Linked DNA regions of Mus musculus: region 2 is linked to region 1. A link is a contact called in public Hi-C data. All regions are on one chromosome and are shown on one strand. The core of a region is the stretch at or near the end of the contact, and the rest is flanking DNA. Distances in the headings are between cores, read along the strand shown.

What was found. Hi-C and Micro-C count contacts between places; a contact is called where the count stands out from the background.
Region 2: a contact with region 1 is called in a Hi-C map of liver, with 2.1 times the contacts expected there. The contact joins two enhancer-like sites. A contact is called at or near these places in 1 of 15 datasets of contacts at CTCF or cohesin (the NIH/3T3 cell line), 1 of 484 Hi-C or Micro-C datasets (liver), 2 of 115 datasets of contacts at active chromatin or transcription factors (differentiating embryonic stem cells and pancreatic cancer cells) and 1 of 9 other capture datasets (embryonic stem cells).

What each region holds. Positions count from the first base shown.
Region 1 is chr3:97,963,139-97,969,327 of GRCm38.p6, forward strand. It overlaps Gm5544 (predicted gene 5544), which reads left to right. Exons shown (of 2, transcript NM_001033779.2): 2 at 3,168-3,880. The coding sequence starts at 3,277. The coding sequence ends at 3,648. Among named protein-coding and RNA genes, the nearest start is that of Gm5544, 36 kb to the left of the region's middle. Within about 2 kb of position 2,028, at least 71 of the 459 cell types and tissues checked have an H3K27ac peak or open chromatin away from gene starts, as enhancers often do. A contact at or near this core is called in liver, where this site is marked.
Region 2 is chr3:98,103,322-98,109,443 of GRCm38.p6, forward strand. It overlaps Notch2 (notch 2), which reads left to right. Exons shown (of 34, transcript NM_010928.2): 11 at 1,028-1,261; 12 at 3,726-3,836. Among named protein-coding and RNA genes, the nearest start is that of Adam30, 54 kb to the right of the region's middle. Within about 2 kb of position 3,025, at least 116 of the 459 cell types and tissues checked have an H3K27ac peak or open chromatin away from gene starts, as enhancers often do. A contact at or near this core is called in liver, where this site is marked.

The sequences.
Region 1 (6,189 bases), core at 778-3,277:
TACAGGTCATCACTTGGGAAGAAACAAGAGTACATGTGTTTGTGTCTGGCAGCTCTCCCCTTTTTTATTTTATTTTATTTTATTTTATTTTATTTTTTTATTTATTGATTGATTTATTTGGTTTTTTTCGAGACAGGGTTTCTCTGTACAGCCCTGGCTGTCCTGGAACTCACTTTGTAGACCAGGTTGGCCTCGAACCCAGATATCTGACTGCCTCTGCCTCCCAAGTGCTGGGATTAAAGGCATGTGCCACCACCGTCCGGCCCTCTTTTTTTTTATTACAAAATATTTTTAAAGATTATTTTTAACTATACAGATGGGGGTGCATGAGTGCAGGCACCCACAGAGGCATCAGGCAGTTGTGAGCCAGGGAACCTAACGCCTGTCCTCTGTAAGGGCAATGTGCAGTTTAATGACTGAGCCATCTCTCCAGCCCCTTCTCTTCCTTTCATAAAGTCACCAAGAGTCAGCCCTGGCGGCTCTATCTGTCTAATTTTAATCCTCCCCAAAAGTCCCACCTCTAAAGTCCATAGTGGGATTAAGTTTCTTCAGCCTTAATACATCACAACGGGGTTTAATTTCAACACACGGAGCTTGGGAGAGACTGGAGCCAAATGCAAGCCGCAGCAACAGGAAGCATTTATAACGTTAAGTAAGCAAAAGAACAGGGCACAAAAACCTGTGTGCAGATTATCGTTCTCATTGTGTAAAAGTCAGTAAATGAACAAAAATTTATGAACCTGTAAGGAAAATGAGATTAGAGGAAATAAAATAATGAGCTGGTAAGATGAAAGAATTGTGGGGTTTTGTTTTTTTGTCTAAGATTTATTTATTTATTTTATGTGCACACACTGTGGTTCTCTTCAGACACACCAGAAGAGGGCATCAGATCCTATTACAGATGGTTGTGAGCCACCATGAGGTTGCTGGGATTTGAACTCAGGACCTCTGGAAGAGCAGTCAGTGCTCTTAACAGCTGAGCCTTCTCTCCACCCCCTCCCTTTTTTTTTTTTTTATTCTTCATGCTCTTTTTTTTGGGGGGGGGGGTTTCAAGACAGGGTTTCTTTGTATAATCCTGGCTGTCCTGGAACTCACTTTGTAGACCAGGCTGGCCTCGAACTCAGAAATCCGCCTGCCTTTTGCCTCCCGAGTGCTGGGATTAAAGGTGTGTGCCACCACTGCCCGGCTCTTCATGTTCTTAATGTTTTTTATTTAAATAATTTTGAGGGATTTTGCTTGTTTTGGTTTTGTTTTTTAAAAAGGAGGTCTTACTATGTAGCCCAGGGTTGGCTTCAAACTCATACTCTTCCTGCCTGGGCTTCATGAGTTTACAGATGTGAGATCACAAGCGTTGCACTACTATACCTGAATAGCTCCCTTAGAAAATTAATGTAATAAAACATTCTCTTGTAATTTAGGAAGAGACTTGTTACAATGGGGTCAGGACAAAATTAGTAATAACAACTGCTGAAAGGAACAGAGTGGAGAAGCCTGTTGTTGATAAGGTGATGTGGATGTGAACTTGTGAATCATTCTGCTTGTGTGTGAGCTGATGTTGAGATCTGATCCACGAACCCTTAGGGAAGGCACAAAGCCACTCCTCACCCTCGCCATTCACAAAAGGGAGGGAGGAAGACTTCAGACATGGTAGGCAGTCATGAGCTGGTAGAGGTACTAAGTTTGGGGGCTTCTAGCATGCTTCAAGGATGGAGCACTGCAACTGTGTTACCATTTATTTTTAGAAGTTCTGTCCTCGGGAGGCGGGCATACTGTTCACCTCTCACTGAATTAGCTGTGTTCCACGCAGCCTTTGGACATCTTTCTGCTGTAGCAGCAATCGGATCAAAGCACGTGTCAGAAAGAGAAGTGAAAAACACCAGATGTGAGCGAAACCACAGGGGGAGTTTTCAGCCAGGCGGTGTACACCGGATGACCCCGTTTGGAATGTGGCCCAGGACCGGGATAGACAGACCAGCAAAGGATGAGACAGGACACACAGCCGTTATTGATCCCGATTGGAGCCAAATGTGGTTAACTTGGTCTATGACCTTGCTCAAGTCATTGACCTCTACATGACTTTCACCATCTGGGCAACACATGGGCTGCTCATTTCCTTTCAGGAAAAACTCATGGCAACCATGTTAGTCACAAGAAGTAAGAAGGAAGCAGGACCTGGTGACCCGGTGGGTGGTGACATATTATACCCGAGCACATGAATACCACAATATGGACGTGTAGGTATGAATTTTATGAGAAAAGTGTGTATGAAAATACAGGATTAAAGACCGTGCCTCATTAGTTCAAAAGTAAATAATCTTAATATTGACAATCGAAGGGTGTAACAGGACTTTTTGTTTTTTAGTCTTTCTTTGCCTAAGGTGCTTCAGAAATCCAAGGGTCAGACTAAAGCCCTAGCCTGGCACATATTTAGGGAAGTAAATGTTAGTAGAGAATGGAGCTTACTCCAAATTCTTACTCTTTGCCACTTAGATGCTGTGTGCCCTTGCAGAAGTGATAGTTGTGAATGTCAGGTTCCTACTCTACTATACGAGGCCAATACTAAGATATACCTCATGGGCTTGTGAAGGCTGAATAAAGTAATAAACCAAAAGAGAGGAGGAGAATGCTGGGTATGCGTTTGTTATTATTATCCAATAAGAATAAAGCTCTGCTTTAAAAAAAAAAAAAAAACAACTTTTTTTTTTCTAAATCTTGGGGAGTTGAACCTTGGACCTCATGCATGTTCACTAAGTACCATAATGGAGGCCTGCTCTTTTCTGAGGGGACATGAAGAAGCAGTAGATCTGAGGTAGAGAGAAGGTGTGGGGAGGGGGGTTTTGAGAGGAGGGGGAGAGGGGAGGCTTCTGCTCTTGGGATGTATTACATGAGAGAAGAAGAACAACGACAGAAGAATCTTTCCTATCTTACTCATCTGTGCAGAACACTGGTCCCTCTAGACTTTAAACTAAGCTTTAGTCACTAGGCATCAAAGTCATTTTGTTCATCTATTCCTGTCTCAGCTCCTCTGAGTCAGGTTGATGCCACAGCAGAAGTCTCTGAAGCATCCGTGAGTCCTCTGCCCTTTCACCCATGAGCCTCTGATGTATCAGGATGCCCTGTCACCACTAAGGCTTAAAAAGTCTGATTTTTTTCTCTCTCTTTAATAGGATAGCTCACAGCCAAGACCTCAGGGAGACACATGAGGAATGAGGAAGAGGAATCCTGATCCAGAGATGAATTACTGCCTCCTCCAACCCTTCAAGGTGGCAGAAGGCTATGGTACCAAGTCCAGGAGCCAACGTGCTGGAATTCATCTTGGGTCTCCTACTGAGGAAATGGCTCTACATAAGAATATGGGAGAGGAAAACCCAAAGTGGGCCCATGAGAAACTCGATAGTTAAGCTTCAGGCCTGTTGGGGAATGATGGACAGACCTTTCAGAGCTTCTGAAAGTTGGGGATCACATTTCCTAAAGATACAACAGGAAATTGATTCCAAACAGCAGAAAGAAGTACAGGGAATCATGGAATTGGCCTGGTCTAGCTGTCTTGAGAGGTGTGGGTCGTGGAGTTTTCAGGTTAGGGTCTGTGGCTTCTGGGGCACTATGTGCCTTTCAATTCCTGAGAAACTGAGTCACTCCCTCGGGTAGTGAAACATTCATGCCAACTGTATTCTCTGTATCCCAAAGAAATCAGTGAAGCATATAAGAAGGCTGGACAATTAGTCTTAGACATTAATCTTGTGTGCAATCATTGTATCCTGGCAGTTATAATTCTATTCTTCTTTGTAGCTGCCATTATATTCTGTATCTGATAAGGGTATAAAAAGTCTGATTGCTTGCAATAAACTTGTCTCAACCTTAGGTTTTCGGAGACCCCTTCAACCTGAGCCTGATTTTCATTCCCACTGACCATTTCAGGAGACCCTGGTTTGGTAAATAAGCCCTTTCCAAGTGTACTCTTTAAAAATATACTTATTTATTTTTAATTGTGTGCACATGTGTATATGTATATGCATGCGTGACTGCAGGTATGCTTGGAGTTCAGAAGAGCACATCAGATCCTCCTGTAGCTAGAGTTATAGGCAGTTGTGACCTCCCTGATGTGGGTGCTAGAAACTGATCCTGGGACTTCTGCAAGATCAGTAGACACTCTTGATCAATGAACCATCTCTAGCCCCACAGACACTCTTGACTTCCACCCCTGCCGTACATGGTTATGTGAATCAGGGGAAGAAAGGCAATGTTTCATTGCCAAGTCAGTAGCTTGTAACCCCTGGGGCCTGTGTTGCTTCTATGCTCTGATCCTGTGTGGATTAGAATCTATAAAGTATATCTATCTTAGTCACTGTTCTATTGCTGTGAAGAGGCACCATGACCAAGGCAACTCATAAAAGAAAGCTTTTGATTCAGGGCTTGCTTACAGTTTCAGAGGCTTAGTCCATTATCATCATCATGAGGATGGACATGGGGCTAGAGCAGTAGCTGAGAGTTACATCCTGATCTGTAGGCAGAGAGAGAGAGAGAGAGAGAGAGAGAGAGAGAGAGAGAGAGAGAGAGCAGAGACAGAGAGAGAGAGAGAGTAGAGACAGACAGACAGAGACAGAGAGAGAGGCTAGGCCTGGTGTGAGCTTCTGAAACCTCAAAGCCTCGCCCTAGTGACATATTCCCCTACAAGGCCACGTGTACTACAAGGCCACACCTCCTAACCCTTCTAAACTTCTCAAAGAGAGTCACTCCCTGATGACTAAGCATTCAAATCTATGAGCCTATGGCAGCCAGTTTTATTCAAAGTACCACCATATCCTTGTGAGCTACCAATTAACACTGTTAAATAAATGAAAACTGATGGAATATTAAACTCTTGGGCAAGGATACAAAAGACTGTCCCAGAATTTTTTTCTTTTTAGTTGGAAAAACATGTCAGATGTAAGTATTTTATTTTAATCGATGGGAAGAAGAAGAAGGAGAAGGAGAAGAAGAGGAGGAGGAGGAGGAGAAGAAGATCCTTCTTTATATTTTCAAGGTCTACAACTGATACAATTAGTGAGTAAGGGCTGAGATGAGTCTTCTAGGGACTTCAACCTACACACAGAACCCAAGGCACCGCAGAGAGAATGGATGACTAGTTCGCACTTAAAACTTGGACTTAGAAGGTCCTTGACTCAAATTCCATCTCAAGTTCCTGTTTAATGCTGTTGAAGTCTGGGCAAACACAGCAGGCATGATTATCTATCTTCCCATTTGTACAACACAGATAAGCATTCCTACCTAGCAGGGTTCTTAGTATTAAACAAAGTGATATGATTGAAGGCACTTAGCAGGATAGGTACTCCATAAACCTGCCATTCCTCTTTTCATTTAGAGATAAGGGCAGAGCCTGGAAGCCTGGGGACCCATGGTCAGCCACTGTCTCTCCCAGATCAAAGCCCTGCTTCCCTGACTTCTAGTTTATCTGTGTTTCCACCGGTTTCAGAATGAGAGCTGTAGTGAAGACAGTTAAAACTGTGTTAATTGGTGGTTCCCTGATGCTGGAGGGGATGAAATAAGACAGAGGCATAAAAAGCAGATGCCTCCTAGGCTCACACAAGGTATTTGCCCAACTTTCCAGAGTTTACACAGCCTGAGCACACACCTACCGTGGTAGGGAAGTGGCAGAGTGGTGCCAATATGGGATTATGATCATATCACATCAACCCACAAAGTAAATAATCCTCCTATCCACAAATGAAGTGGGTGTGATGAAGCATGCCCTCCCCCATCTGGGTCTCCTAGGGTCATCCCGTATCTGCTTTTCCAGAAGGTTCAACAGAAATCTTTTTGTTGGAATTCTGAACTTACAGAGATACACATTTGGCAGAGAGATGCAGAGAAATTAAAGAGGATTTACAAAAGAAATCATTAGAGGCCTGAATGTTACTCCAGGGTGAGCTTGGCTCTCTGTGGGAATAAGAGTCTAGGCCAGACTTGGTGCCTGACAGTTCCCCAGTGTGGCCAGGAACTAGATGGGGATCTGCTCTGAGTATCTGCTCTGAATATCTGCTCTGTCATCTATGAACTAGCATCAACTAGCAACGTAGCACACACTGAGTGCAAGGCACCTCTAAAGTTTTCTTTTATCTTGGAGGGACCTGCAGGGGATATGCAGTAGTCCTCTTGTTTACAGATGGAGAGGTGGAGGTGGAGAGATAT
Region 2 (6,122 bases), core at 1,775-4,274, 140 kb after region 1:
AGAGCATAAGTTAGAAACAGGTTTTTAGCATGTAGGCCTTGTGCCTCTGATTTCTCTCAGGTCTCAGGAAAGCACACTCTGTTCCCATAGTGGTGCAGAGCTGATGTCTGTTGTAGGTGTGGACTCTGCTGAGCTGCCTTTTCCTCGTAGGAACGTTGCCTCCTGTTGGAGATGCTCCAGACGTTTCTAGCCTGCTTCTGTGGAGCGTGACTTCACAGCAGTGAGGTTTAAGTCCTAGATCTCATGTTTAAGGGACAGGAGGGTGCTGAGGTGCTCAGTGGGTACTAACACCTGCCGCACACCCCTAAAAACATGAATTCGACTCCCAGACCTCGGGGAGCAAGGAGGGAACCTACTCCCAAAAGTTGTCCCCTGACTTCAACATGTACACACCCACACCACCCATTTGAAAAATAATAATTTAAAAAATAAGTTTAAACAATAAAAGGGAGGAAAGACCTCCTTGGACCCTTTTTAGGAAGAGGTGGGACATGGATCAAGTTACACCTCAGTTGTGGGATGCTTACTTCTCTCATTGTCTTTCAGAGAGTCACAAGTGGATCATTCATTTTATTTAATGAATACCTATTTAGAAATTAGTAGCATAACACTCTTGGACGGGCTCTGAGACTCTGTTCTCCAGACTCAGATCTGTAAGACGGAATATGTGAAGTCATAGTCAGTGCCTGTGTGCTGGGAGGAGAGCTGCTCAGAGGCAGCATGCAAGGAGGAAGTGTGGAGTGCCTTCCTTCCCTGCAGGCCAGGAAGCAAGCACACTGAGAAGAGAGCAGCAGACCCCAGGCTCAGGCACAGGGGCATATCCGTTCTGCAGACTCCTCCAAGAATCTGTGAGCACGGGGTCCCCAAGCTCGAATTATAAATCAGACAGGCAAGGCCACTGCTCAAAGCCACCTGTGAAGATTGCTCCAGACGTGGGGCATGCAGGGCGGCTGGGCAGGCCGCCTTTGGGTGTAGACTCAGCGTGCTCCCTGGTTTCAAAGGCTCCTCACTAAAATTCTTTCTGCAGGTTTCACTGGCATATTGTGTGATGAGAACATCGACAACTGTGACCCAGATCCTTGCCACCATGGCCAGTGCCAGGATGGGATCGACTCCTACACCTGCATCTGCAACCCTGGGTACATGGGAGCCATCTGTAGTGACCAGATTGATGAATGCTACAGCAGCCCTTGCTTGAACGATGGGCGCTGCATTGACCTGGTGAATGGTTACCAGTGCAACTGCCAACCAGGCACATCAGGTAGGACAGTCCCTCCTTCTCTCAGTCCCTCCATCCAGGGCCTGCTCTTTGGCATTGTCAGCTAAAAGTGACAGCTTTCTTCCTGCTCTGTGTCTGGTGGGGCCTCAGGAATTTCAGGCAAAGGTAAGACCTTGGTAGTTTCGAAGTCAAATGCCTCAGGCTCCTCACAGGCCACCTGAGCCTAGAGGGAGGCTGCTTGCTAGACGAGGGCCTGCTCTGTCCTATTAGGAGTTCTGGAGCTAGTTCACTGGGCAGCTACATTTCCCAGATTTCCCAGAATTCCATTTTACCTGTGAGAGGAACGATCTTGGACACAGCTTTAGCTGGAGACAGAGGGATACTGTGAGAGATCAAAGGGAAATGTCTGAGTGGAAGATTAACCAGTGTGAGCCTTGCGGAGCAGAGGGCCTACTGGATACACGGGGTGATTTGTAGGGGCTCATCCTGGACTTAAGGAAGTCGGCCTATGGAGGGGGCAGAGGCAGGGGAGTGGGGAGCTGCCCTGATTTCATTGTGTTACTTCAAATCCATTTCTTCAAACTTGTCAAAGGTCCTGGTCTTCATCCAGGGCCTCACACATGCCAAGTTTGAAAACAAAGTCCTTTTTGAATTGCTCAAGCATACGAAAAACATCCCATGCCTTCACAGCTGAGAATGTGGGTCCCCTCCCCACATTTAGATAACTCCCTCAAAGGACTGAATAGGGCTTTGTGAAACCTTCCAAAAGCAATTTGCTTCCGGGCTGGTCCCCAGACATGAGAAATTGCAGTACGAAGGAAAAGTGAGAGATTTACAAGCAGTTGAATAGGGGCCTTTAGAATGGAGGGGCTGTGTTAGGCTTGCTGTCTCCCTCATTGTAACAAACACGCTGGAAACCTGGCGAGTGGTGGGTTGGCAAGAACTTATTTTCCTCTGGGATTATATCCTTGTGCCAGAGTGTATCAGGTATACTTTCCTTCAGGGACAGAGGCAAGAAGTTAATATTCATGGTTTGCAGCAGGCAGCATGCAGAGAGAGGCCAGACCCATTGCTGCAGCTGTTTGAAGAGTTAGAGCAAAGAGCTGCAGGCAACATACAGACTTGCTGGTCTGTGTTCAGTAGAAAGGAGCTGGCAGGTGCTGCCGGCCTGGCTGGAAAGTCCATTTAGGGGACAGTGTGGATAGACTGTCACGGAGTCACGATTTCTGATCGATCCAGGTATCATGCAGTCTCTGTTGGTAGTTTGATGTTTGGAAGGAAGGAATCATCATAGCTTGCTCACCGTTCCTGTGGTTTCCACTGTCTGGGTGCTCAAAGGGAGAGACACGCTCACTGTTAGGGTCTTCTCTCATCTGTCCTTTATAATGATAAACTCTTGGAATAATTAGTTCTCTTGAGTTTCAAGTCACCTAAAATGGCTTGATCTAGCATAAGGAAGAGAAAACAGAAAAGCAGCCAATTCAGCAACAGCATAGAAGTCTCCTCGGGCTCTAAGAAACAGTAGAACCCCAGACCTTGTCAGAGGAGAGCTGCAGACCTGAGGCCCCAGAGGGCTGCTCTGCCAGTGTAGACGCTTGTGGGCAGCTCAGCTGAACCAGGACCTCAGGGTCTGGAGCTGTACTGGCATGCTAGGACTTCATGGACTGGGGGCCGGAGGCTAAAAGGCCCACCCCTGCATACAGGAATATGGAAGCTTGTCTCTCATTAATGGTCATTGTGGTTAGCCTCAGCGACATAGGAGGGCTGCATGACATTCTGGAGCTAGCATAGAGGTGGTAATTATTAACAAATGTCTGATCACTTACAGATAGGACGGTTGGTGAGTGACTCAAATGGTGACATTTGGTCTAGGAGCTTTATCTGTATTCTTACATGAGATTTTACTTTTACACTTTTTATACCACAAAACAGTCTATGGACCCCACATAGCTTGCTTAGATGCACTTTAATGATTGCAGTATGTTTTCTTGTTTTGTTTGTTTTGTTTTAGTTAAAATGGGATTCTAGAACGGTAGGCTGCCGCTGTTTCAGTTCATGGTTCAGGCCATGGCTGCTCCTCCTGGCTGTGATGCTCTCTCAACCTGAGGGCTGAGAGTTAACAAGTTACACAGTGACAGATTTTATTGTCCTCACCAAAGCCATGAAGCGGGCATGTGTTTGTTTGGCTGTGGGTATGTAGATATGTGTCCATCTGGTTGGGGCCTGCAGCCTGGATCCTGGCAGAGATGCTGACAGTTTTGCCTATATTGCCTTTGTACCGTTTCCATGACAACAGAGTAGAAGGGACAAATCATGGCTAAGTATGAGTAATCCAGTCCTCTTGGCTTCTCAGTTCTGGCTTCTGTGGACTGTACTTGGCGATGCGTCGCTTTGTTCTGATCGGATGGCCTGGATCCCCTACAGACTTCTGACTGAGTAGCACCACAGGCGGAAGTGCTGACATTCCTGTGGTAACACAGAATCATTTCTCTGGGTCTCTTTACAGGCCTTAATTGTGAAATTAATTTTGATGACTGTGCCAGCAACCCTTGTATGCACGGAGTCTGTGTGGACGGCATCAATCGCTACAGCTGTGTGTGCTCTCCGGGATTCACAGGTAACACTCCTTGTCTTTGGAGGGGGCCTCCTTTAGCCCCATCAAGCTGGGAAAGGGGTCCCTCAGTGAAAATCACTTTTTCACCTGTTTCCTGTTTCTCATCGTCTCTGGAAGGTTTGCAGTCTGCTCTGTACTTCTCTTTCTGTTCCAGACCTTCCTAAGTGGAAACACAGCCTTTCCTTTAGCGTTTCAGGCCACGCGTGTCTTGCTCCCTGAGACTTCCTAGCAGATGGTAACTTTCCATCCCCGTGCTTGGGTTAATGCCTGCAAAGCCACCTTTGCTTCCCCACAGGCAGAGGCCAGTGCCTTCTGTAAGGCTGTGTCCAAGGTAAACGTGCATGGAAACACTGGCTGCTCACCCTGGGGTCTCGCCTCTCCCGGGAGCCTGTTTGGGGAGGGCATAACTTGAGGAGACCACCACATAGTTTGTCTACAGTGAGCAAGATCTTTTTGCCCATGAAAAGAAAGTAGATTAGAATTATTCTGCATTGTGACTCTTCCTTAGGTATGAACCTCTAGAGAGTTTGCACATGTGCCCATAGGTGAAGTATAATCCACACATTCTCTCTTCTTCCTTTTCCTTGTTAACATTAACTTTGTCATTTATGTTTCTGGAAAAATTATCGTAGAGGCTCCAGAGGAAGCCTGGGCCCTCACTGATACCTCATATCGGTGACAGTCCCATTGTTAGGATACACTGTGTGTTCTGCTTTTTCTGGACATTACCACACATGTGCAGACATATATAATATTACCCTTTAGTAACTGCCCTATGGTCATCTGCTCCCCAGGTGTGTAGCCCACTTCAGAGCTTTTGGCAGAGCCTAAGGACAGTCAGAGCCAGGTGAAGAGAGTGCTAGGTACCCAGTTCCTCTATGCCAGCGGTATGACATGTCAGGAACTTTTGTGGCTTTGGTGGATCTCAGTTCTTCCTGGTGACTGAGACGCCAGTGTGGTGAAGGTTTCATGCCCTGACCCACTGAGGTAGCCCGATGAATTTGGGCATCCTGAAAACTGTTCTCTCAAATACGTGGGAGCTGACTAAATACACAGACCTGTTAAGTGTAACAGGAAGAAAATGCCCAATTTGTATGAACGGCTTATTCTGAGCTAGGAACCAAAGATGCTGTCTCACCTCACTTAGTTGGGATAGATGCTACTGTTCCTGTGGTACTGAGGAGAGGGCAGAGAGCGAGAGACGCAGGGTGATGTTCCCAGTGCCCTGCAATCAGGGTCTTTCCCAGGCGTCTACGCCAGAGCCCAGGCTCATTCCCATTACATGGCCAAGGGGGAGCCTGTTACGGTTTCTTCTGGGATTTATGTAAGGCTTCTCACCGGTTTTAGTTTTTTTAAATGTCAGGGAATCATATTCTGTCTGTTTTTAACATTTAGCAAATCAACGGGGTCAAAGAGGGGGCACATAGGCTAAAAATACTCTAAAATAAACATAAGGTGTAGCATGAAACCACATAACCAAGAGATGGAATGTTTTGGTTGCTGGGTGGTGCCCCCTTCTTGGGAACTGTTTTCTGGTCCAAGAGGCTGTTTTGTAAATCGGTTGCTGGAAATGTCTAAGAGTCATGAGCCATAACTGTGAAGTATTTGGGGCTTTTCCTTCTATTTTATTTTAATCATTTCCCCTGCTGTTTTCATAGGAGCTTTAGAATATCCGAGGGAGGCCTTTGTCTCTTCTCTTCCTAAGGCTGTTCTTTATTCTCACAGGAGCTCTACATGTTCTGATTACATGGGAGAAAGTCAGGCATCATGTGATCCTATAAACTCCTTTTCATTTTCTAAAGCCCCTGGTGGTGTTTGGGTTACAGCCTGGTGGCAGACACCCATAATCCTAGCTGTTGTAGAAGCTCATGCAGGATGGCCACAAGTCCAAGGTCTGCCTGGACCACGGACTGAATTCAAGTCAGCTGCCCAACTTAGTAAGAGCTTGTTTCAGAATGAAAAGTGAAAAGGCAAACAACAAAAGCAAACAACAAGAACGGGGCAGAGAGGCCAAGCGCAGTAGTAGAGTGCTTACCCAGCATGCATGAGGCCCTGGGTTCCAACCCAAGTACCAAAAACTAAACCCAAACTACAAGAACAACAGAACCCAAAAAGTAAAACAAACCAAAAACAAACTAAGTCTTCCAGAAAACAAACAAAAAGCCCAGCCTACCCCAGATCTACTGTCTTCCTACATTTCCTCACCATCCATAAATGGAGTTGTGCAGTGCTCAGTTAACGAATATGGCTGCAGAGATGGTGCTGGATAAGCCAGTGAGCTACAGAGAG